Regions from separate parts of the Mus musculus genome. Here all the other regions are linked to region 4. Evidence: chromatin contacts called from public HiCAR-type, HiChIP or PLAC-seq and promoter capture Hi-C data. All regions are on one chromosome and are shown on one strand. The core of a region is the stretch at or near the end of the contact, and the rest is flanking DNA. Distances in the headings are between cores, read along the strand shown.

What was found. Promoter capture Hi-C pulls out the DNA fragments that hold promoters and counts their contacts. HiCAR-type assays count read pairs that join an accessible place to other places. HiChIP or PLAC-seq counts read pairs in DNA pulled down with a chosen protein or histone mark.
Region 1: a contact with region 4 is called in a promoter capture Hi-C map of stem cell-derived epiblast-like cells, with 5 times the contacts expected there. The contact joins the enhancer-like site here to the promoter of Mtpn in region 4. A contact is called at or near these places in 5 of 39 promoter capture datasets (cranial neural crest, frontonasal cranial neural crest, hippocampal neurons and 2 more) and 4 of 115 datasets of contacts at active chromatin or transcription factors (astrocytes, embryonic stem cells and stem cell-derived neural progenitor cells).
Region 2: a promoter capture Hi-C map of liver shows a contact between it and region 4, with 2.5 times the contacts expected there. The contact joins the promoter of Akr1d1 here to the promoter of Mtpn in region 4. A contact is called at or near these places in 3 of 39 promoter capture datasets (hippocampal neurons and liver).
Region 3: a contact with region 4 is called in a promoter capture Hi-C map of liver, with 2.9 times the contacts expected there. The contact joins the enhancer-like site here to the promoter of Mtpn in region 4. A contact is called at or near these places in 3 of 39 promoter capture datasets (cranial neural crest and liver) and 2 of 115 datasets of contacts at active chromatin or transcription factors (embryonic forebrain and stem cell-derived neural progenitor cells).
Region 5: a contact with region 4 is called in a promoter capture Hi-C map of hippocampal neurons, with 2.9 times the contacts expected there. The contact joins the promoter of Dgki here to the promoter of Mtpn in region 4. A contact is called at or near these places in 4 of 39 promoter capture datasets (the 3T3-L1 cell line, embryonic stem cells, hippocampal neurons and 1 more).
Region 6: a contact with region 4 is called in a HiCAR-type map of astrocytes, with 5 times the contacts expected there. The contact joins the promoter of Creb3l2 here to the promoter of Mtpn in region 4. A contact is called at or near these places in 6 of 39 promoter capture datasets (the 3T3-L1 cell line, cranial neural crest, embryonic stem cells and 2 more), 3 of 484 Hi-C or Micro-C datasets (the AML12 cell line, CD4 T cells and CD8 T cells), 2 of 115 datasets of contacts at active chromatin or transcription factors (astrocytes and stem cell-derived neural progenitor cells) and 2 of 9 other capture datasets (adipose tissue and liver).
Region 7: an H3K4me3 HiChIP or PLAC-seq map of embryonic forebrain shows a contact between it and region 4, with 11 times the contacts expected there. The contact joins the enhancer-like site here to the promoter of Mtpn in region 4. A contact is called at or near these places in 9 of 39 promoter capture datasets (the 3T3-L1 cell line, cranial neural crest, frontonasal cranial neural crest and 4 more) and 4 of 115 datasets of contacts at active chromatin or transcription factors (embryonic forebrain, embryonic hindbrain, forebrain and 1 more).

What each region holds. Positions count from the first base shown.
Region 1 is chr6:37,007,073-37,010,296 of GRCm38.p6, reverse strand. All of the region lies in intron 19 of Dgki (diacylglycerol kinase, iota), which reads left to right. Among named protein-coding and RNA genes, the nearest start is that of Gm52857, 110 kb to the right of the region's middle. Within about 2 kb of position 1,491, at least 2 of the 459 cell types and tissues checked have an H3K27ac peak or open chromatin away from gene starts, as enhancers often do.
Region 2 is chr6:37,528,660-37,531,993 of GRCm38.p6, reverse strand. Akr1d1 (aldo-keto reductase family 1, member D1) reads right to left here and starts at 1,821. Exons shown (of 9, transcript NM_145364.2): 1 at 1,657-1,821. The coding sequence starts at 1,749. It overlaps Gm33429 (a long non-coding RNA gene), which reads left to right and starts at 591. Exons shown (of 4, transcript XR_868980.3): 1 at 591-814; 2 at 924-1,440.
Region 3 is chr6:37,422,914-37,426,105 of GRCm38.p6, reverse strand. The region is part of intron 1 of Creb3l2 (cAMP responsive element binding protein 3-like 2); the gene reads left to right. Among named protein-coding and RNA genes, the nearest start is that of Gm33275, 6.5 kb to the right of the region's middle. Within about 2 kb of position 1,560, at least 53 of the 459 cell types and tissues checked have an H3K27ac peak or open chromatin away from gene starts, as enhancers often do.
Region 4 is chr6:35,538,584-35,541,815 of GRCm38.p6, reverse strand. Mtpn (myotrophin) reads left to right here and starts at 1,928. Exons shown (of 4, transcript NM_008098.4): 1 at 1,928-2,277. The coding sequence starts at 2,206.
Region 5 is chr6:37,298,342-37,301,555 of GRCm38.p6, reverse strand. Dgki (diacylglycerol kinase, iota) reads left to right here and starts at 1,580. Exons shown (of 34, transcript NM_001081206.2): 1 at 1,580-1,993. The coding sequence starts at 1,608.
Region 6 is chr6:37,440,473-37,443,529 of GRCm38.p6, reverse strand. Creb3l2 (cAMP responsive element binding protein 3-like 2) reads left to right here and starts at 1,382. Exons shown (of 12, transcript NM_178661.4): 1 at 1,382-1,831. The coding sequence starts at 1,730. It overlaps Gm33318 (predicted gene, 33318), which reads right to left and starts at 1,020. Exons shown (of 3, transcript NR_166917.1): 1 at 497-1,020.
Region 7 is chr6:37,030,727-37,033,622 of GRCm38.p6, reverse strand. It overlaps Dgki (diacylglycerol kinase, iota), which reads left to right. Exons shown (of 34, transcript NM_001081206.2): 14 at 623-760. Among named protein-coding and RNA genes, the nearest start is that of Gm52857, 130 kb to the right of the region's middle. Within about 2 kb of position 1,347, at least 8 of the 459 cell types and tissues checked have an H3K27ac peak or open chromatin away from gene starts, as enhancers often do.

The DNA.
Region 1 (3,224 bases), core at 242-2,741, 1.5 Mb before region 4:
CAGAATGTCAGCACCACTCGTTTTGGCCTATGTCTATCAACTGGGATGTTTCAAGGAGAGATTCCCTTTTACCTTCTATTTGGTCACTTAGTCACACACTTTTGCAGGGTGGCTGATTTTTATTTTCATTATTTATTTTCAAGTTAACATGTTGGCTCATTGGCAACCTTAGATAGAAAGTACAAAGTACAAAGCCTTGTACTTTCAGACATGTACCCATCATGAATTTGGGTCTGTGGTCTTCTCCTTGGGTCTGGTTGGGTTTGTGATTTTGTGATGAGTCAAGGACAGTGGGGGCATGGAGAGATGATTCAGAAGGGAAAAGGACCACAGTTCAGGTCCCCAGTACCTATGTGACATGTTTGTGCTAACATGTGTCTGTAATTCTGGTGCAAAGGAAACAGATACTGGGAGCCTTGTATAAGCTGTTTGGTACAAATGGGTGAACTCTAGGTTTAGTGAAAGCCTCTGTTTCAAAAAACAAGGTAGGGAGTGAGAAAAGAAGACACCCAGTATCTAGATCTGGCCTCCATGTGCAGTCGCACACTCATGAAGGTGTGTTTTCTCTCTCTCTCTCTGACTCCCCCCCCCCCCACACACAGATAGATATGAGTGTGCCATTGTATAATTTTTCTGGAGTTGGACCGTAAAAGGCCATGAAGCAGTTAGGAAGTGGACAATAATGGTCACCTCTAATTGGTAGCAAGTTTTGTAAAGCCAAAGTAATACTTCAGATGTGTCTGTTTCCAATCAGTGTCAGTTATAAATAGTGAACTCACCAGTGGTGTGCCCGTAAATGACAGGCTACTATGTAGAACTGGTTGAGGAATGAGCAAACAAAAGCCCTGTCTTTGAGGCACTCACAGAGCCAACGTGGAGGAAAAACCAAGAATAAAACAATAAATTTCAGGAGAGAGCTGGGAGACACTAGAGAGGAATACCAAAACCAAGGGTGCCTGTTGGGAGGCAGGAGTCTCTAGAGTGTAGTGGCCTATCAGAGCAAGCAGCCTGAGAGCACATGTCCTTGAAGAGCTACAAGTAGTGGCTTAAGTGACTCTACAAGTAAAACTACAGTCTTGGAGAGAGGTGAGGCAGAAGCAGCCTCTTCAAGCTGTCCATGGGGATGATGTTGCAAGAGGGTTGGGCATGATGAGGCTTGTGCCTGGACTCCAATTTCATGTGACCTGAATCTCTAACCCTGGGTCTTGTTAAAAAAATCATCAAATTGGCATTGGTATCCAGGTGGATGTTCACATTAGATGATGAAGGAATATGAAAGGGCCGGGTTAGTTGCAGACATGTTTGGATATCATGACCCATTGTGAACCTTAGAAGAGAATTAAAGAATCCTAGCAGGTTGCTGCAGACAATTGGTCAAAGGATGGATCCATCGAAGAAGGTCAAAACTGTAAGAGCATTGTGCAAGAGCTGAGCTCTGAAATCTGCATAAGAAGTCAGCATGTGCTTAAAAGTAGACAACTGAAAATTGTGTGACTGGAAGTCAGGGGATCTCCATAGGTTAGAGAGATGGCATTGGAGGGTCTGTTGTCCCCTCTTTGCCAGCCTGTGGCTAGTTGGGGTGAGGAGGGGAGAAAATTAATGGATGGGATTTGGTGAGGAGGGAACAGAACGTGAAAGTCTTGACAACTGTAATTTCCTCTTTGCACAACATGAACACTACAAAGTCACGTGAGATAGTGTCAGATGTGTGATAGAATCTCCAATCCTAGTGACTGCATTTGCTTCCGGGGCAGAAAAATCCTGCCTTAGAAAATCCGAGTTAACTCTGCTTAGCTGTTTAAGTATACGGTTAAAAGCTGTGTATTTGTGAACACTATGTGCTCTCTAAATAACCCTGCAAAGTACTTTTAAATATTCATATTCATCTCACTCTGTCCAATGGTAAAGTATTGCTGTTTTTAATTTGGTATGAAAGAATTTTTATGTTTAGTCCTTCAGTTTTCAATTCATTGAGGCTATTCTATTGATTGTATTTCCAAGAAGGTAAATTATGTAAAATTATAAGCATGATCTTAAGATGACTGTCTAAACAGGATGGTATAAGTACTTAAAATTACTCTTTTTAAATGTATACTTAAAATAGCTTCCCTATAATTTAAAACCTTAACTACTAGCTTAAGTTGGTTTTTTTTTCAGCAAATTATCTTTTTTTTTTCTAAGAAGTTGACATGTCTAAAATCATTAAAGGCTACCTGTTTTTAAGGTTATGCAATAAACTCATAAATATTTTCGTTCATTGTTTATAATTTAAGAACACCCAAAGAAGAGGAAGCTCAGACTTATTCTTGAGAGGAGATTTTTAAATTGAATTACTGGAATGGAGAGGGGGCTATGTCTTTTAGAATGTTTATCTTGTAATTGCAAACTTCAAAGAGAAGTCTTCAATTGACTCCTTTGGTTGGATGCTTTCCTGCTAATTAAGATGCTCGCTCACTGGGTAGCCGGTATCCTGATTGCCTTCTTGGGTTTCACAGAGCCCATAATCAGGCATTGTAACTTGTATTTGTTTCTGCCACAATTTTTTGTTATTATGGCCGGGAAGGGCCTTTCATGTTGAGTCTGTTTCTAAGTAATTTAAAACTTTCCAAGACAGTTCAAAGCGTGATTCACATGGAGGAAGTGGGACCCTCATTTGCAATTCAGGCTCCTCAACTTTGAAGAAAGCACACTGATCTCTCTGTTAATTGAAATTAAAATGTGTAAGTTCTTTTACATTTCTGGATGAGGAAGGCAAAGGACAGGGTTGGTCAGTCTGGGGCGGGGTACAGAGAGATTCCCAGGGCCAAGGTTTTATATTTCTGCATAATGTGATCTCTTTTGCTTTTTAAAAGATGAAATGCTAATTTTATAACTCACATTAAATGTAAGAACTTAAGTGAACGTCTCATATCTAACCAGAATGCCTACGGAGAGCTACTCATATTCTGATTTCTGATGCCTTTCCTCCCAGTGACTTTGTTTTTGTGTTTGAAAACACACATAAAATTTAAAAAGTGATTTTATAACATTTTACTAAGAGAGGTTTGTTTGTTTGTTTTTCGAGACAGGGTTTCTCTGTGTAGCCCTGGCTGTCCTGGAACTCACTCTGTAGACCAGGGCCTCAAACTCAGAAATCTGCCTGCCTCTGCCTCCCAAGTGCTGGGATTAAAGGCGTGTGCCACCACTGCCCGGCAAGATTTTTTTTTAAGATTTATTTATTTATT
Region 2 (3,334 bases), core at 572-3,071, 2.0 Mb before region 4:
AAATTTATTTATATCTCCATATTGTCTAATGTACACATCCCTCTCACAAACTTTTCCATTAGTTTAATAAGCACTATTTGAACAAGCATTACATACAAGGCATTGTCATGAGACTCTAGAGTTGAACAAGCAACGGTCTTTTCTAATAAACTTCTCAGGCTAGTGAGAAAGATTATGGAGTGTCAGTAGGACAGGAGACCATGTGTGAACATGTGGGAATTAGGATGTTGTGAGTGGGAAGAGGTATCCTTTGATTTGACCCTTCAAAGTTTACTATAGGGGGCTTCGAGATGGCTCAGTTGGTAAACTGCATGCCATAGTAACTTGAAGGCCTGAACTTGGATCCCCAGCACCCACATAAAAGCTACACATGAAGGGGTGAGTCTGTATCCACAGTGCTGGCTTGAGGAGCAGAGACAAGCATCCTTGGAGCTCATTGGTCGGCCACTGTAGCAGCTAGTGAGCTCTAGGATCAGTGTAAGACCCTATCTTTAAAAAATAGCCAGCCCAACTTGAGACCCATCTCATGGTCAAGCACCAATCCCTGCCACTATTAATGATGCTCTATTATGCTTGCAGACAGGAATCTAGCACGGCTGTCTTCTGAGAGGCTCCACCCAGCAGCTAGCTCAGACAGATGCAGACATCCACAGTCAAACAGTAGGTGAAGCTTGGGGACTCTATGGAAGAACAGGAGAATCTGGAGTTCTAGGTCTTGACTAGACTGGCTGGCCAATGAGGAAATGGAATCTGCCTGTCATTCCCTACATAGAGCTAGAGTCAGAGGCACAAGCCACCATGCCTGGCTTTTTATGTGAGTGCCGGGGGAGTGGGGGTGGGGGATGGGGGGTGGGGAAGCGGTATGTGAATTCAGATCCTCACCTTTGTAAAGCAAACACTTCACCCACTGTGCCTCTCCCCAGCCTTAGGTCATGATCTGCATGTACGGAGAGTGGCTAATGGGCTGGATAGACAAGTCAGCTAACCTATAAAGGCTAACCTATAAAGGCTTGGAGCGTAAGGTAAGGAATGAGGGATTTGTAGTTGATGAGGAGTGGAAGTATGCATGATCACACATGGGCAGCATAAAGACCCCAGTGCCGCTCCTCTGACACCCTCAACTGGAGTTTGCTTCCCAGTCAACACAAAGACACCCTTGTTGCTTCACGATGTTCACCACCTTGAGAGTCAGCATTACCACAGGATCAAAGCAACTCAGGGAAACAACCATGCAGAAACTCTTCTGTGTGGTGATGGTGGTTCCTCTCCTTTCACTGTTTTCAGATATTAGGCATAGTTCTAGAACCAAACTCCACCTTCTCTGCTTCCACAGGTAAGGATGCCTACATAGCAAGACACTCTCTTCATACTGGAAGCTTCTATAGACTCATGCTTACAGATGAGTCTAGCCTGTAGCCAACAGACCACATCTGGACAAAGGTGACTATGAATGCATCTCTCCACAAACTCACAGACTTAAAATGTTGTGACTTTATTTTTACTCTTTGAAGCCTGTACTCTGTGGATGGTCACATAAAAATGTGGCCAGATAGAATTTGACTTCTGATTTAAAATCGGTTTAGGCAACATACACCACCACCACCAAACACACACACACACACACACACACACACACACACACGAATATATACATACCGGTCTAGGATCTGAGTAGGTTCCAAGCCCAATGAGTGGAATGTTGTTCCCATCACTTAGGGATATTTGGTGGTGTGCAGCGCTGAGGTTCATCGTAGAGAAGAATCTGAAGCTTCTGGGGTGATTCTGAACAGGGCAGAGGCACATTATTTGAAAAGGTGCCTATTGCATAAAAGAACTGAGCACTAGGAGGAGGAGCAGGGTGGGGAAAGATGATAGACAAACAGATTTCTCAATCTCTCTGAAAACTCTAGGCAGTTGTCGTAGTCAGGGTTTCTATTCCTGCACAAACATCATGACCAAGAGGCAAGTTAGGGAAAAAAGAGTTTATTCAGCTTACACTTCCATTGTGCTGTTCATCACCAAAGGAGGTCAAGGCTGGAACTCAAGCAGGTCAGGAAGCAGGAGCTGATGCAGAGGCCATGGAGGGATGTTCTTTACTGCCTTGCTTCCCCTGGCTTGCTCAGCCTGCTCTCTTATAGAACCAAGACTACCAGCCCAGAGATGGTGCCACCCACAAGGGGCCTTTCCCCCTTGATCACTAATTGAGAAAATGTCCCACAGCTGGATCTCATGGAGGCATTTCCTTAACTGAAGCTCCTTTCTCTGTGATAACTCCAGCCTGTGTCAAGTTGACACACAAACCAGCCAGTACGGCAGTGTTTTTTGTTGTTGTTATTTGTTTACTTGTTTTTTGTTTGGAACATCCTCAGAGGCCTGAAACTAGTAAACCTGTTGAAGGGTTATGCTTAGTGTCCTGCAAAGGAAAACAGTTTGTTCAAGAAAAGCAATCTACCTGGTTTCTGTCCGGGGGGGGGGGGGGATTTGTTGGCAAATAAGAGATTTACCCTCAATTTCCTTAAACGATAAAGAAATTAGCCCATATTGGGAGTGAGGTGATGGGGCTGGATCTCTAATGGTAAGAATCATGAGGCCATAGCTCTCATGCCTTCGTTGAGCCTAAATAACTCCCCAAACACCATTTTCTAGTATAGTAGTCTATTTATCTATGAGAGATATGTTTCCAAGGTCCACAACAGATGTCTGAAACTGCACATAGAGCTTACAGTTTCCTACACATCCGTACGTCACACTTTATCTTTTCACTTAAAGCAATCATTGTACAGTTTCCCTTTGACAGTTGAATGACCAGAACCAATGATCTCTTACTTTGAAGTCATGATAAATAATATTTACTTGAGTTTGAACATTCTGGCATTACAAGTGGCCCACTGGTGGTGGTAGACACATTGGCAAGCAGAGGCCGGGGAATCTCTTAAAGCCAGTCTGGTTTATAGAGCGAGTTCCAGGACAGACAGGTCTACACAGAGAAACCAGAAACAAAAAAGAAAAAGAAATGAAAGTTAACATTGCATTAATTAATCAGATGCCTAGGGTGGCTACGAAGTAACTAAGGGACCTATGGAGTCAGCCCTTTCCTTTCTGTAACAAAATTTCAGAGATAAATCAACTCTTAAACAATGTGTTTACTATTTGTCTCACTGGTGTAGAGATCTTGAGCCCAGGTCGCTGACTCATTACTCTGGGCCTGTACTTTGGGCAGCATAGTTTATCACAGTGGGAGCATGAAACATACTCCTGCAAGATGGTCAAACTACAATACCAGACCTACTTGACTAGACTCTACCTCCGAAAAGTTCCAGGACAGAATCAACAG
Region 3 (3,192 bases), core at 311-2,810, 1.9 Mb before region 4:
ACAGGAGTGAGGACAAGGAAGTCACATGGAGTTCCTCTGGGCTGCATCCAGTCTTGAACTTTCTGAAGAAGGTCATAAAAATAGCCTCAAGTGGTAGTACATGCCTGTAATCTAAACACTTAGGAGGAAGGGATAACCGGGTCATCACAGTTTTGAGGTCAGTCAGGGTTACATCCTGTCAAAAATAATAAATACGTGTCCATGGAAGTTGAGTTGTTCTCCTCCTCAGAGAGCCTCCTGAGACCTGGGCTGTAAGATGGTATCTCTCTTTCCTTTCATCTGGACCCGTTAACCCCATCATACAACAGAAAGTCACGGAGACGCCTCCCTATGGATGGGCCCTTTCCTACAGTGTCTCCTGACACATTCAGTGAAGCTTCAGGAAGAAGCTTCTAGAAGCCTGTGTCTAAATTTCCATCTCCCTCGGAAGTTACGCTTTTTATTTTCACGAAAATGTCACTGTGGTTCTTGGCGTTGACCGTGAGAGAGTGAGCCCTTGGCTACACAGCTGACATGTTTTAAGCAGGTACCCAAGCAGCCTCCAACAGGAGGCTTTCTGATGTCTTTGGTCTTTCATGAAATGGTCTTTGCCAACTGATAGAGAAATCCCCTGATTGAGAGACTTTTCTCTTTTACTGCTCACTTAAGAAACTCACCCCAGCCAATTTGCTTTTAGAAAAATAAAACAAACAAACAAACCAAAAAACCCCCACACCCGTCACAATTTAAAAACTATAAAAATCACAAGCACATTGGTGACCATCTTGAAAGCCCAGCAATTTAAACAGGTTAAGAACCTACTTATGCCATGAACCAAGAGTGCTCCTTCTAAGTCCTCCAGGGCTCTTGTAGTTACTGGCCAGTGTTCACGGGCCTGGAATTTTCCTATGCATTTATTCTTCCATCTTTATCACAGAGACCTTTGTTTTTATGACTGCAAAGTCAGCTGCGTCCTTTGCAACCTATGCTTACACTGATGGAAGGAAGTGGAAAGGTGAATCAGGAAAGCCTGGATTGAGAAGCCAAGGATTCCTCTACCTTCATCAGAAGCCCACTTGCCTTTCTTTGACCACCTCTCCCAAAAGAGTGGCCAGAAAGAAGGCTTTCATTATAGCTGAGCGTCTTTCTACCCAGGATGAAACCTGGATGAGAAAGGTGGATACCCCATGGCCAAGCAGCAGTGTCTGTTGTGACATCAGAGTCCCATTTGACCAGGCTTACGCAGTCATTGGTCTAGAGACGAGCTGGGAGCTGATCACAGTCCCTTCACCCAACAGATGGAGGGACTGCTTCCTTCAGAGGACGGGGACGAAATCCTCAGTGGTCCTTTGGATACTTCTGGGTGGGTGCTTGTTCTGACCTGTTAACTGTGGCTGGAACATGGGTGGAACTGGAGATGTGGGGAACAGGGAAACAGGCGGTGTTGTGTGTAGGAATCAAAAGGCGTGATTATGCTTTCTCAGGAAAAGCGGCTGGCCAACAATAATTAAGGGGCTGCCTCTGAGTGCAGGGCCTGGAATCCGGCCCTCTGGAATGATCGCAAAAACCGTTCCTTGTAAGGCTCAGCCCTGCCCCTGAGGAGTGCAGGCTAAGAGGGCTCACAGCTACAGTTGCAACGAAGAGGCACCCAAGAGGTGAATGGGAGAAGAAAGAAAGGCCATGGAGTCAGAGTAACCAGGGCCAGATGTTGGCTGCAGGGGAGTGGACTTGGAACAGGCATTTGTAAAGCTCTCCTATGTGGTGGATGGGAATCCTGCTTTGACAGTAAGCAGTTTTGTTGGTTGGAAATAGTGCTGTAACCGGCCAGAAACCTGGTGTGTTTTCCCTGCAAGAGCAGCCTAAGCCACTGATGCACAGGGGTGTTAGAGTACTCGGGTGACTATAAGCCAGTGGCTCTCAAAGTACTCTGAGACTATAAGCCAGTGGCTTTCAAAGTACTCCGAGACTTGAATTGGACTGGAAACCTCTGGAATGCTCTCTAGGATATTAGATATAGACTGTGTATTGGCACCTCTCATGAATGTTAAAAAAAAAAAGCAGCCATGTTACATCGTGTTGCTAATTAAAGGCCTCTTAACACGTTCTTGGGATTCTAACAGGTTGAAAGTGACCTTTCTGACCATCAGTGGTGGGCTCTGGCCCTGTACTCACTCACAGGTCCCTGAGTAAAGACACCATTTCCCCTCTGGTCCGGTACACTGACCTTGGCTGGCGGGCTGTTGCAGGCTCTCTGATTTGGAGCGTCAGTGGACGTTTCTGAGTTGATTGCGGTTCAGACGGGAGTATTTTCCAGCCCCTTGCTTCTTTTAACTTCTTTCCTTGTTCTTGGTATTGCTAATTCTTTTCTACACCCATTTTGAATTTTATTTGACCTCGAATTGTTAAGTTCCCTTTAAGTCACTTAAAAGCCCTTCAAAACCTGGCAAACAAGAGTGTACTTGAAGAGTGTAGATGCAGAGACTGGGCCTGGCTGAGGGCTGAGGCACTCCTGACCCCAGGACACTCACTCCATAGTCCTTGAGGCATGCAAGAGGAATTTGCCACCATCCCTGCCCACCTCTTCCACATGGCCACTGCTCTTTCCTTTCTCTCTTGGTCCCTCTGTGCCTTTGCACTCCTCCTCCTTGTTCTTGGGCCTGCCTTCCACCTTCTTCCCTTGTTTCTGCTTCTAGCAGCCTTGAACTAGGGGTTTTTCTACTCTCAGAGTGACCTCTTTCACAACAAGGACTTGGCAGCCACAGTGTTTTGGAGGGTATCGTCTACAAGGCATGTATTCCTACCTGTGTGGGGTGGATTTCTCTCTGGTGTATGGAAAGTGCATGATTTTAGTCCCAGACGTATGGGATAGCTAGGGCCAGAGGAGGAATCCCATTGTGCAAATCCACGGACTAGTGAATAAACATTGGGTCAACAGGGACAGGAGCTAGGTAGGCGTTCTTGGAGTTAGAGATGGATGAGCAAGCAGCCTGATTTCTGGTCACGAGGATAATTTCTTCCCATTTTGCCTTTCCTGTCCCTCGCTCTGTTTATCTGAAATACTGGTTCTGTAGCCCTACCCGTTCTCCAACCCATGTTTAGAAATCTCTGCTCTGTATTTTCAGAGCTGGACTAGCAAGTTGGAGGCATGTGAAACTCAGCTGCTATTTACAGGTGTCTATAAGCTTGGCGCAAGCCTCGGGCACCAGCTATCTT
Region 4 (3,232 bases), core at 679-3,178:
CAGAAAGGTGTCGATTTGTATTCTCAACCGTCAGAATTAAATACAGTAACAATGTAAGCTGCTTTTAACTATTCAGAGTTTTTGTGTGTGTGTGTGTGTGAAGTCTTTATCTATTGCTGTTCAATGATAACAAATGTGTACTCACCAGACAGCATCATTTTGCTACAAAATTTTAAGAAAAAGGGTTAAACAACTTGCTGGTCAGAACACAAAACCAGCCAGAGTATGCCCAATACTTTAAAACTATTAAACTCCACCGTATGCTTCCAACCTCTGTATTTTGTGGTGCAGAAATAAATTAGTTTGGTTTATTTGTTTACCGAATAATGAATAATAGCCTATATACATAATAGTTCTAGTAGGAATTTTTTCTCAGTGTTCTTGGGTATATACATAAATTTGAATCATTAGGATTGTAAGATAGAATTCACCAGGTGGTTGAATTCTAAGATGTTTCAGCCAAATTCTAAGAACAAAACTGGCTTCAGAAAAACAGTTCTGTTTGCTACAAATCAAATAAAAAGTGAGTGCTTCTTAAACCACACAAATTTTTAATGATGCTACGCATGTTTGTTAGCGGTCATTTGTTGGTCAGGAAAAGCTCCTAGTTTTTAATTGCCATCACACACTTAAGTATTTTCCACCATAGAAAGTAAATGTACATAATTCACGTTGTTGAGTTGGCAAGATGGCTCAACCAGGAAAGATGCTTGTGACAAAGCCCGATGGTGACCTAAATTCAGTCACTAGGACCTACATAAGAGTACTCTCCCACAAGTTGTCCTCTGAGTTTACACGTATGCACACTCATGCCCACATCAGTGCATCTGTACACAAGCACGTACGTATGCAATTAAAAAGAAATAAACCTACTGACACCGTTGTCTCAACTACGTGTTGAAGATTTCCTTCTGAGAAAAAAAAAGTTTTATTCTTTCCTTTTTATTTCCTTCTGGTGGATGTCCCAAAGAAACTGCATGGTTGAGGAAAGGGAGAAGAAAGGCCAAGAGTGGTAGTGGGAGAGAGAGGAGAAAAGACCAAGGGAGAGAGCCCCACCCAGCCACTGATGTATGAGAATAGGAATAGAGTTTGATGCCTAAAGGTAAAACAAACCAGTAGGTCCCACACGTATGCACTCAACAGGAAGCGCTAAGTGGGTTCAGAGAGCTCAACACAAGACCCGAGCACTGCTGCAGAGATGGCTCAGAGGTTAAGAGCACTGGCTGCTCTCGCAGAGGAGCCCGGCTTGGTTCCCAGCATGGCCCATATGAAGGCTCACCGCTGTCTGTATCTCTAGCTCTCTCAGATTTTATGCTTCCTCTTGCCTCTTCGGGCACTCGCACACATTGGTTCACATAAATGTATATATTCTGTCAAAACTATCATACACGTAAATGAAAATTTGGTTTTTGGTTTTTTGTTTTTGGTTTTGTTTTAAGAAGAGAGGTCACATAAAGTTGTGAAGGAAAAGTAGTGGTGAAGTGGAGAAGGGATTCAGGAATGAATTTGTTCAAAACATACTATATGCATAGATGAAAGTCTCAATAAAAATGTTTTGAGAGTGGGTTGGTTTTTTGTTTTTCCTCTTTTACTAGTTTAAAGTGGGATAGTAAGAGAGAGAGAATCTAAACACATTATTATTATTATTATTATTATTATTATTATTATTATTATTATTAGTTATTTTTAGAATTATTAGAAAGTGAGCCCTGGAAACTAACGTTCCCCTCTGTCGTGGAACTGGAGTGTCCTACTCCCATCCAACACCTCCCCAGGTTCAGCCCCTGATTTTCCTGACCTCCAGGAACATTCTACTCAGCCTCACGGCCCCGCCCATTGGAACCACGCCTCTACTCTGCCTTGGCCGGCCAGGATAATGCGCCTGCGCAAAAGTGGCTCTCCTGAGGTAAGCAGTCGGGGCGGGGTCCCGAGCAGAGCTTTCTGGAGAGAGGAAGAGGAAGAGGAAGTGGGAGGCGGGCCCTAGCGGGGCGTGAACCGGAAGTGTAAGCGTCCTGCTTCTCCTCAGCTAGGCGGAACCTGCTCTGCTGGGCCCAACGGCTGCAGAAGAACTTTCTCCCGCCCGAACCGTAGCCGCGACCCGCAGTCTCGCCCGCTCAGCGGCCTGAGGCGCGTCGCTTTCTCGTGTCCCCTCGTCGGGCCTAATCGCCGCTCCTGCCCGGCCCGCCGGCCCACCCCGCTGCAGTCATGTGCGACAAGGAGTTCATGTGGGCCCTGAAAAACGGAGACTTGGATGAGGTGAAGGACTATGTGGCTAAGGTGAGCGGGGATGCGCGGCGCTGATGCTGCGCTGCGGCGGGGTGGGTGGTCGTGAAGCCCAGGGCGTGGGGGACACCGGGAGCTGGGCCAGCTTGGGAGACTCGTGGACGCCGCAGGGCCTGGATCTGGGTGGCTCCTCGGTGCCAGGTAACCGCTGTGTTGTTGCTAAGGCGGCTGTGGCCTGTCCCAGCCCCGCAGGTAACGGGCGCCTGGTTGTCTCCCTCGATCGGCACGGGCCGGCCCTCTAATACCCCGGGTACTGCAATCTTTGAATGAGGCATTTCTCCATCTTGGCCTCGCACCGGGTTCCTGAGAAGGAAACCCGAGCAGTTCGAATCGGGAACGATTTCCTGAACGTGCGGCCTGGTGGAGATGGGGAGGATTCAGAGGATCCGTCACCCGTGAAATGAGCTGCCCCAAAATAGCCATAGTTAAATTTCTGAAACTTGGTGTCACTTCGCTCTGAAAGTCTTTAACTTGGGTGTGGCCTTTTTCCTCTCCACCACCACCACATAATATGTGTATGTGTGTGTATCGTTTGCTTCGAGTGGTAAGGTTGCCATTTGGCATCTGGGGTGTTGGGAAATCGGAGTAGTTTTCAAAAAGCCTTTTAACTTGGGGTACTCCATTATTTCATCTGAAGTCCGCGCGCGTGTGTAGTAAATAGTACTGCAGTCTGATCACGCTATGTTTGGGATATGGTTAAGAAACCCAAATTCAAAACCATACTTGGAGGTACTTGGAAAGTTCTGACCTGGCCTGCCTTTGGGTCTTAAATTGCTCCTTTTGTAATTGTAAGGAGAACTTCTATAGTTTTATTATTATTATTATTATTATTATTATTATTTTCCGAAAGTAGAATTTTGTGACAACTGTGAACATCTTGGTCCTCTTCAAAAAGTGTGAGCCTGCGGTCAAGATTTTAAATCTTAAAAGGTGTGAGCGGTGGCATCCT
Region 5 (3,214 bases), core at 331-2,830, 1.8 Mb before region 4:
TGAGGAAGGTGATCCAGGAATTCAGGGCTGTTGGTATTTAATCTAGATGTTTGTGGATTTTGCTGTAAAAGCAGCTGAGGCTCCCCTCTGAAGAGGGTGTACACTGCCCCAGAATGATTAACCTCCTCCACTAACTAGCCTGGGTGTGAAGAAAGTCACTTGAAAGATGTTAGGGAAATCCAGATGTGTGTGTGTGTGTGTGTGTGTGTGTGTGTGTGTGTGTGTGTGTGTGTGTGTGTGTATGTGTGTGTGTATGCATGTATGTGTGTGTATGCATGTATGTGTGTGTATGTGTGTATGTGTGTGTGTGTGTGTGTGTGTGTGTGTGTGTGTGTGTAGTGCTGATCCCCAACAGGTAGTCTTTTTCCCTTTCTCCCTGAAAAAGTCCCTGCCCTGTCTTATATAATGTACATGTGAGGGGAACTGCACACCGTGAGAGCTGGGCGAGGCTTGAGATTCCTTTGCTCAACCTCCTAATTTTAGGGCAAAAGAAGGCCATCTTTACTAGCACATACATCTACATAGGTAGTTTGGTTACTTGCACTTACTGTTGAGCATAGATCTTTCTCGCGTTTCCTGACAGCAGAGATTTCCTGGGTGAAAAACATCTAATTTAGAAAATGATCTGTCTTAAACACTTCGTTGCCCATCGTTCAAACCGCACAGATTTCAATAGTCTTAGAAACAAAAAACTGAGAGAGCAGACATTACATTCCTCCAGCGCATTAGGTTTCAGCCTTGGTGTCTGAACCGGTAGAAGCCCCTTCCTGGGCTAGCTCCTCCTGTCCTCTTCTTGTGAACCCTTAGCATAGGAACCCACAGCACGAGGCGCTCGGGTCCCCACTTCTGCTCTCAGCCTTCTGCTTCACCGAGGATCCTGTGATCCGATTCAATCTAATTAACAGCTGTTTAGGGAGCATCTTTAAGCTTTTAGAAGGCACCAAGCAAGGATCTAGGCGCGGGCGTTCATGGGTGAAGATGTCCCGACCGACCCTCTCCTTGAGAAGAAGAAGCGGGAGCTTAAATCTAGCCCCTTCCATAATTCACATGGTTAAAAAATTCCTCCCAAGGTTCCTCCAGATACACCCCACCACCCCGGCCTCCAAAGGTCCCCCACGTCTGGAGGTTACTGCTTGGCGCCAGCTCTGATGCTGCAAGAAGGTGACGGACAAAATGCTGCCTCGGGCATCTGTCATCAGTGGACTGGACTGAGATGTGCCCAGCAGCTCATCAGTGCTGAGTAGCTCCTGGGTCCGGGTCCGCTTCCCTTGTGCGCTAACCAGGGCGCGGCAACCCGGCTTGCCTCCAAGTTTCCCTGGGCACTCTCCTTTCTTGATGACCAGTGTTTGTCCCCAGCGTCCTAAGCCCCGCGGCTCCCACCCTTTCCCTCTCTCCTCCACTGCGATCCATTGCCTGCAGGCAGAGTTCAAGTTCAGTCCCGGCTTTTGCTCTGGATTTAGAAAAAGGAGAAGGGGTGGGAGAATTGGAGGGAGCCGGCTGGTCGGGCGAGGCCGAGGGGAGGCGGAGAGAGGTGGCCTCTGATTGGTTGGGGAGGGGGAGTGGAGGCACGGAGTTTCCCACAATGCCCCGGTGCGGTGCAGCCGCGGATGGATGCTGCGGGAAGGGGCTGCCATTTGCTGCCCCTGCCAGCGGCGCGCGGACCTGCCCGCGCTCCCGCCGCCTCCAGCGCCCTCAGCCCGACCGGCCTCTGCAGCGGCACCACCTCGGCTTCTTTCGCGGCCGCCGGAGCGGTCGCCATGAACCCCAGCTCCTCGGCGGGAGAGGAGAGAGGGGCGACGGGTGGCAGCAGCAGCAGCGGAAGCGGCGCCGGGAGCTGCTGCCTGGGCGCCGAGGGCGGCGCGGACCCGCGGGGTGCAGGGGCAGCGGCTGCTGCTGCCTTGGAGGAGCCCGCGGCCGCCGGACAGAAAGAGAAGGAAGAGGCGCTGGAGGAGAAGCTGAGGGACTTAACTTTCCGGAAGCAGGTCTCTTACAGGTAGGCGCGGGAGCTAGCGAGACAGGTGCCGCCCAGGGCGGGGGACACTTGCTCTAGCTCCAGAGAGGCACTTCTGTAGAGTTGGGGTTCAGTCTCTCTCTCTCTCTCTCTCTCTCTCTCTCTCTCTCTCTCTCTCTCTCTCTCTCTCTTCAACCTTCGTACCTCCGTGGTTTTGCTTCTATGTATGTCTGTCTATCTGTCTCTCTCTCCTGGGGATATGTTGTTCTCATCCTCTAATTCTGGGTTGAAGAGAAGAAGTGGGGTGCCCCAGCTTCTTCTCCCTGTAACACCCAGGGAGGGGTGCACTTGTAACAGAAGAGAACACTAAGGTCAGAACAAGATCAAAACCACATCTGTGAGTGTATGGGGTGCAAACCCAGACATGCCCAGTTAGAAGAGTTGCCAAAGTTGTCCCTAGGCTAGTGTCATCTCCACACTCCCCCATCCTTGCCGAGTTCACTGGGTGAGCCTTGGGCACTAACCGGATCGCTGAGATCTGTTCTGACAGGCAGCAAAGAATAAGCCATACAGAACAGAAATCCTTATGGGACGTTCTTGTCTGTTAAAGACTAGTGAGCTATGGGTCTCTTCTTGTAGGTATGTAAGTATGTCAGTGGGTGTTGGTGTTACATGCCTGTGTGTTCTCTCCCTCTCTCAGTGTGGACAGCCTACTCCCAGGCTTACCTCCCCCCAACCCCCTGCCCCCACCCCACCCCCACCCCCCGTCCCAGTGCTGGTGAGAAGAGATCACACTGGCACCTGAGGCTGGATGTGTCTTTGACACTAGGACAGTGTACGGTGAACGTCCACCCAATTACGCTTTATGAAGCCCCAATTGTGTGAGGATCCAAACCAAAGGGAAGATTTCATAGGTTCCTTACACTGCTCTCCCATTCCCAGGCACGAGAGACGGCGCCGAGACCACCCTCACTGGTGATTTTTAAAAGTTGAGGCCATAAGCAGAGTCTTGCTGGGTCTCAGAGTGATACTTGGAAAGGGGGGGGGGGCGGGTCAAGGAAAGCATCTTTGGAGCCCTCCTCCTTTTGGGTTAGCATTCTCTTCTAGAAAAACCATCTAAAGTATTAAGCCTGTCACACCATGTGCTGTTATGTAAGCAAAAGCAGATGACAGAGGTGTGTGGGTTGCGAGGGTGTGCTCTGTTTATGGGGGCAGGTGTGTGAATCACTGGAATCCCCACAGGCATTGCCTGGACTGGAGGCC
Region 6 (3,057 bases), core at 133-2,632, 1.9 Mb before region 4:
ATAAAAAGAAAGGTCTGTATTTAAATATTAAAATAGTCTCAAAAGATCCTAGGCTAGACAAGCAGACTCATTTTACATGAAAAATAAAAGTTGCTTAAAGACAGTGTAAAGTTCTGAGACTTCTGTCTTCACACAGCAAAACCACGCTCTGAAGAAGACAAAACTCTCTGTAGACCTGATACCTGACTGTCCCCTTGTAAGAACCACCTGGAACCACAGCCCTGTATGTAAAATGGTTAAACTATAGCCAACTAAGGCTGTTTCCATAAAAGGAAACCTCAAAAGGGAAGAAGAAAAATCACATTGGGGGAAAATGCTATAGAGCAGGCCTTTTCTTCTCTAAGGGGGTCAAAGGCTTAGATCTCTTTCCCAACACTCACTTTGGGGTGCATCTTGCAGCCATTAAAACACTTATTTTCCCCTAAGCCCCACTTCATCCACGACACTCAGGAGAGTATCCGTTACCTCTTTGACCAGTATCTGGAATAGTACCCACCTGGCCATCCTCTCATTTTTTTGCCTGGTACTCCATTGGGAATAAAAGATCTGTGAAGCAGGCACTAGTGGCATAACCGTGCAGTCCCTCCCAGCTCTCCGGAGGTGAGGCAGAGGGATCAGGAGTTCAAGCTCAGCCTTAGCTGCACAGTGCAGTTGAGGACAGCCTGGGCTACAGGTAACCTTGTCTCAAAAACAAAACAACAAAATCCTATGAATTTAAAAAAAAAAATTAGCCCTCTGATTTAGGACTTGGAAACGTGTGGCAAGATTGGCTAATGTCTGTTTAATAAAGGCCATAAAACTACATAAAAAGCTAGCAATGAATGTGTGCTAGAACTGTGATAATTCAGATTTCTGCTCACGTGCGCATTTTCATATATGTGGTGCATTCTTTTAAATCCAGACAGACTCACGCGACCTAAACTAATTTGAAATGTAGACAGCGCTTCAATCCGCTTGGTTTCTCTGAGGAAATAAACTCGCGAAACAAACCTCCTTTAAGCGGAGACTCTTAGGGAGGACACTGGGCGCGCACGCCCTCTCTTATAAAAATGTATTCTTGTCGCTATTTGATTGGTTGGCTCCTCCAGGTCTCCCTAGCTCATTGATCTATGTTTCAGTCGATCATTTCTAGACCCTAGCACCCTATTGGTCCATTGCGACGCTCCGGCAGGAGGCGTTCCCCAGTGACGTAAAAGACCCTCTCCGCCCACATTCCGAGGACTAGGCGGAGACTTCGCGCGACTCTCCCTCTGGGGGAGGGACATGGATGAGAAAGGGACTTTTGATACGGTATAGATGGCAAGACGGGCGTTCGATTGGTCACTGGCCTGGAAGGAGGTGGGGTCGCCTCTGGATCCAGGGGCAGAGCTCAAGAGCCCAAGGGAGTCTCAAAGTTTGTCTGGAGCCCTAGTGGGGAGTGGGCTTGTTGCGCGAGGACTTTCTTGGGATGAGCGCTGCCTTTTTGCCTTCCTTTTGGATGCACAGCCCGATTTAACCCCTGCACCTTCCGCCCGATCCCAGCAGGCTTGTCCTCCCCGGGGAGTCACAGATTTCCGAGGACAAGGGTCGCGTAGCCTTCGGCAGGGCTCTCCCGAGTTCCTGCTCCAGTGCATAAGTTCCACGCGCGCACACGCCAAGTACACGGGGAGAAGCGTCTCACCGGCCCGCGGCGGCTCTGCGCGGTCCCCTCCTGCCTCAGCATCCTCGGCCCTGCGCGGCGCCCACCGCCATGGAGGTGCTGGAGAGCGGGGAGCAGAGCGTCCTGCAGTGGGACCGCAAGCTGAGCGAGCTGTCAGAGCCCGGAGAGACTGAGGCCCTCATGTACCACACGGTGAGGACCCGTGGTCCGGGCAAAGGGAGTCGGGGGTGAGGAGAAAAGCGGGTTTTGTCACCAGCTGGGTCCTGGGAGGCAGCGTTTGGGGAAGGGCATGACTATATTAAGAGGTCTGGGGATGGGAGTTTTCTTCTATGAACACATTAAGGTGCACAGCTGGAGCCTTTAAACTTTCTTCCGAATAAGTGACCCTTTGTATTCCAAAGCAGTTTATAGTGTTTTCCTGTCGGTAGCTCCATTTCCTATTGCTAACGGTACAGCAATGCTGGGAAGCGACGTGTTTTGAGAATAATACCTCCGCCCAGTTATATTGATTTTTTTTTTAAAATGGTAAGGTTTGTAAAAAAACACACACAATACACACACATCCAAAATTTGGACAAGCTAATGTAGTATAGTCATCCCATATGTTTTTTGTCCCCATCCCATCCAGTTTCTTTACTTTCTTGTTTATAGCTTTAAAATGTTCGTGTTAAAAGCCTTCCTTCACCGCACGGGAAGGCGGCCGCCTCACTTGGCTGCTTCATCTGCACAGCCTCGAACTGCTTCCTCCCTTTTTCAGGGGAAAATCTGAGGCAACTGCATGTTTCAGAGAGGCTCTGGGGGAGAGGTAGGACAGCTCACCAGTTCCTTCCCCGCAGAGACCTCTTTGGAGACTCAACTGTCAGAAGCGTGAATCATTTAAAGATGTCACTTTCAGCTTTTTGCAAGAGAAAATCTTGTTTGTGATAGCCAGTGCTGGTAATGTGGCTTTGTTCAGAACTCTTAGAAGTTGAGAGGGAGGGGTGGGGGTGGGGGGCACTGAGGGACTGCTGAGGGACTGAGGTAAGGACAGGCTTGGCTGCATTTCTGTCTTAGTGCTGTTAATGGGGTCAGTACCAGGATATTTGAAACTTTTGCAAAACGGCCTGCAGGCTCCACCTCTTTGGCCTTTGCCACTGGCTGACTGTATTTTGGGAAAAGGGATGGGGCCTCCTGCTGCTTCCCACCAAAGCATTTGTGGTAGCTGAGAAGGTCTGGTTAAAAAAAGAAGCCATGTGTAGGGTTTAGAGGGAGTGGTGCTTCACTCTGGGGCAAAAGCCAGATGTTGAGTGTGATCCTGGTCATCTGGCCTTCGCCCTCTGTCTATCCCGATGAAATCTTCGGGTTGGGAGCCTAGGTTGCTTCCTATGCTTTGGAAAGACCCTGAGCCTTTCACACCATAGCTGGGGTTTGTGTTTTGT
Region 7 (2,896 bases), core at 98-2,597, 1.5 Mb before region 4:
CACTCTATGTGACAGATCCATAGCAGACACTGATTTGGCCCTTAACCGAGTTAACTTATCTTTTGTTATTCTTGTTATATTTTGCCTTACCTTTTTCTCTTTTTAAGTGGCTGGTATAAAAATAAATGTACTACCCAAATCCAGTATTTGACTACCTAGAATAACCATGCTGTCACAAACACTCCTTCAGTAGAGGGCTGTTCTCCTCGTCCCTGCTTCTCAGGCTGACTTGCCTCAGGCCACAGATGGGTGGTATCCTAACACAAGATCAGCTATTGGTCCCTCCCTTTTACCCCTGCCCACACACTTATGGGTGCTCCCAAATTCCTCCAGCAAGAGGCTTGGGAATCTTGCTGTTCACTCCAGTAAGCATAGTTATCCAGCATGACCCTCACTGGCTCTTGCTGACTGCAAGGAGTTCCTCAGCTCAGGTCAGGCAAAACTAGTGCCTTCCTTGAAACATTATCTTAAAGCACGTAGAGGGGAAAGTCATTCACTCTTCCAGCTTTGATGGCTTAAAAGCAGTGGGACTATGACTGACCACGTCCTGCCTTGTTGGGGCACCCACTGCAGGGCTTTCTGACCCAGACAGCAAGGGTCTGTGCTCTGATTCTGTCCGTAGGGTTACACCGATGAGCCTGTTTCTAAGATCCTGTGCCAGGTGGAAGATGGGACCATTGTACAGTTGGATCGCTGGAACCTCCACGTAGAGAGAAACCCAGACCTGCCGCCCGAAGAACTTGAAGATGGCGTGTGTAAGGTTAGACAGCTCTTCCTTTGGGGACCGGAGTGGTGTCTTAGCTGTTAAGAGTGCTCACTGCTCCTGCAGAGGACAGGAGTTCAGTTCCTGGCACTCATATTGGCTGCTTCACAGTTATCTGGTACTCCAGCTCTAGGGAATCTGCCCCCCTCTTTTGATTTCTGTAGACCCTGGCTTATATGTGCACATACACACATATATGCATGCAAATCAATAAAAATAGAAATAAACTTAAGGTGGGGGAGACTCCTTCCACTGATGGAGCCCTGGGCATCTGCTTGAGCCGTGAGACATACATTTCAGGATACCACTCATGGGCCCTGCCTTCTAGAAGATAACAGGATAGCTCTGGGTCTCTGGCTCCTAGGGCTGAGCATACTGTCACCAGCTCCCTCTCTGAATGCTCCCTACAGAGCCTTCAGGACTCAGATATTTTACTTGTTCCAGAGCTATGGGACCTGTTCTCTGTCTTCAGCTCCACACTGGGAAAGCATATAAACATCTGTTAATCTCTTGAGCTAGATGCAGACAGTCTATGGGAAGGTGGAGTTTGTGTATGTTCCCAAGCATTAGGCAAATGGCCTTTCAGAAGGAGGAAAACCTTAGCAATTGCTGGCCTGACATCAAATATCTCTTCTGTGTAGCTGGTATCATCTAAGCCAGCTGCCTCATAGACTTGGGACTTGCCTAAATAAGTAGTCTGTCTTGGTGTTTTCTTTTGGTGACTGAGTCTTTAGGGTGAAAATTGCCCAGCCCAAATCAAGGCCATTGTTGTAAATAAACTACCGTGCAGCTTCTCCTCAGCATCTGAGCCTAAGTTGTGACCCTGGTCTCTGGTTAACTTGATTATACCACTGAGCAGGCATCCCTTCCCTGTCACGTCTTGCCTTTCTTCCATGACACCATGCCCATAATTTTGTAGGCTTAAGACTCCTTTGCTCTGCTTGTTAGAATGAACATGATGAGTCTCTCTCCAGAGAGTCAGAGTAAGTTAATGTAGGGATAAGGTCCCTGCACCTGCACTTCCAATAACATCCTTGCTAGTTTGGATCCATCCACTGAGCACAACTTCGTTGCTTACTGCAGTCCTGAGCAATTATGTTAGACACTTAGATGTCTTATTTGGCTTAAACATCTCTCTTTATATCCAGTGTTTGTTTGTTTGTTTTTTAACCTAAAGGCCAATACTGAAATTAATAAATCTTCTATTACACATCAGAATTGCTCACTTCAATTTGAGTTCACAATTGAACGTTGTTTAAACGTATGGGAAACTTTTAACTGTTCTTGTGACTGATCAAGATTGAATAGAATACCACCAAATTAGAAGGAGGGGGGGCTGTTCTACTGACATGGAAAATTTCAGGCCATTCTGCTAAATGTGGACTGGCGAGGCCTACAATTTAACTCTTTTCCCAAAAGCTTGAGAAATGGAAAGACTTCTTGATGCAGCCAGAGAACGTCAATCCAGATAATTAAAGGGCTTTGGGGATGGAGTTTGGGGATATGTAGAAAATTGGGGCACATTTTCCTGGAAAATGTGAATACCTTAAAAACAGTCTAAATTGGAATATTACTTAGGGAATTGTGTCCAGATGTTTTCTTTAGCTATCAGTGGCTGCTAAGACATGGGTTAGAATTGTAGCCAAAATAATATAAATGGTAGAATGTTTCTGTGCTTTTGGCACAAACACCATGCTATCCTTTCAGGGGCTGGGGTTTTGTTTAAGCGCAGGGACTGGACATTCTCAAATACAAAGCCAAGAGAGTTAGACATGATTTTGGCATTGGTATGTATCCTGAGTTTCTCCCTGCTCTGTAGCTTGTTGGAATTGCTTCTAAGGGCTGCTGCAGCCTCTGAAGCATCAAGATTCAGTCCGAGGGGCTTCAGTGTGGGGTCCTTTCTTCCACAAGAGACAGAAATTAAGGCAGTCTACCCCTGTCATCTATTTTAATGGGACAATGTTTTCGCTTCAACTTAGCAGGAAATCTTTCTGATCAGTAAGAAGTATACTCTAAAAAATGACTTTTGAAATGTTGAAGGTCTCAACATGCATTTCTATTAATAAAAGGGTACAATTCAGTTTGGAACATAAACCTGACAATGATCTGGAAACATTGCCTCTTTTCAGTTTA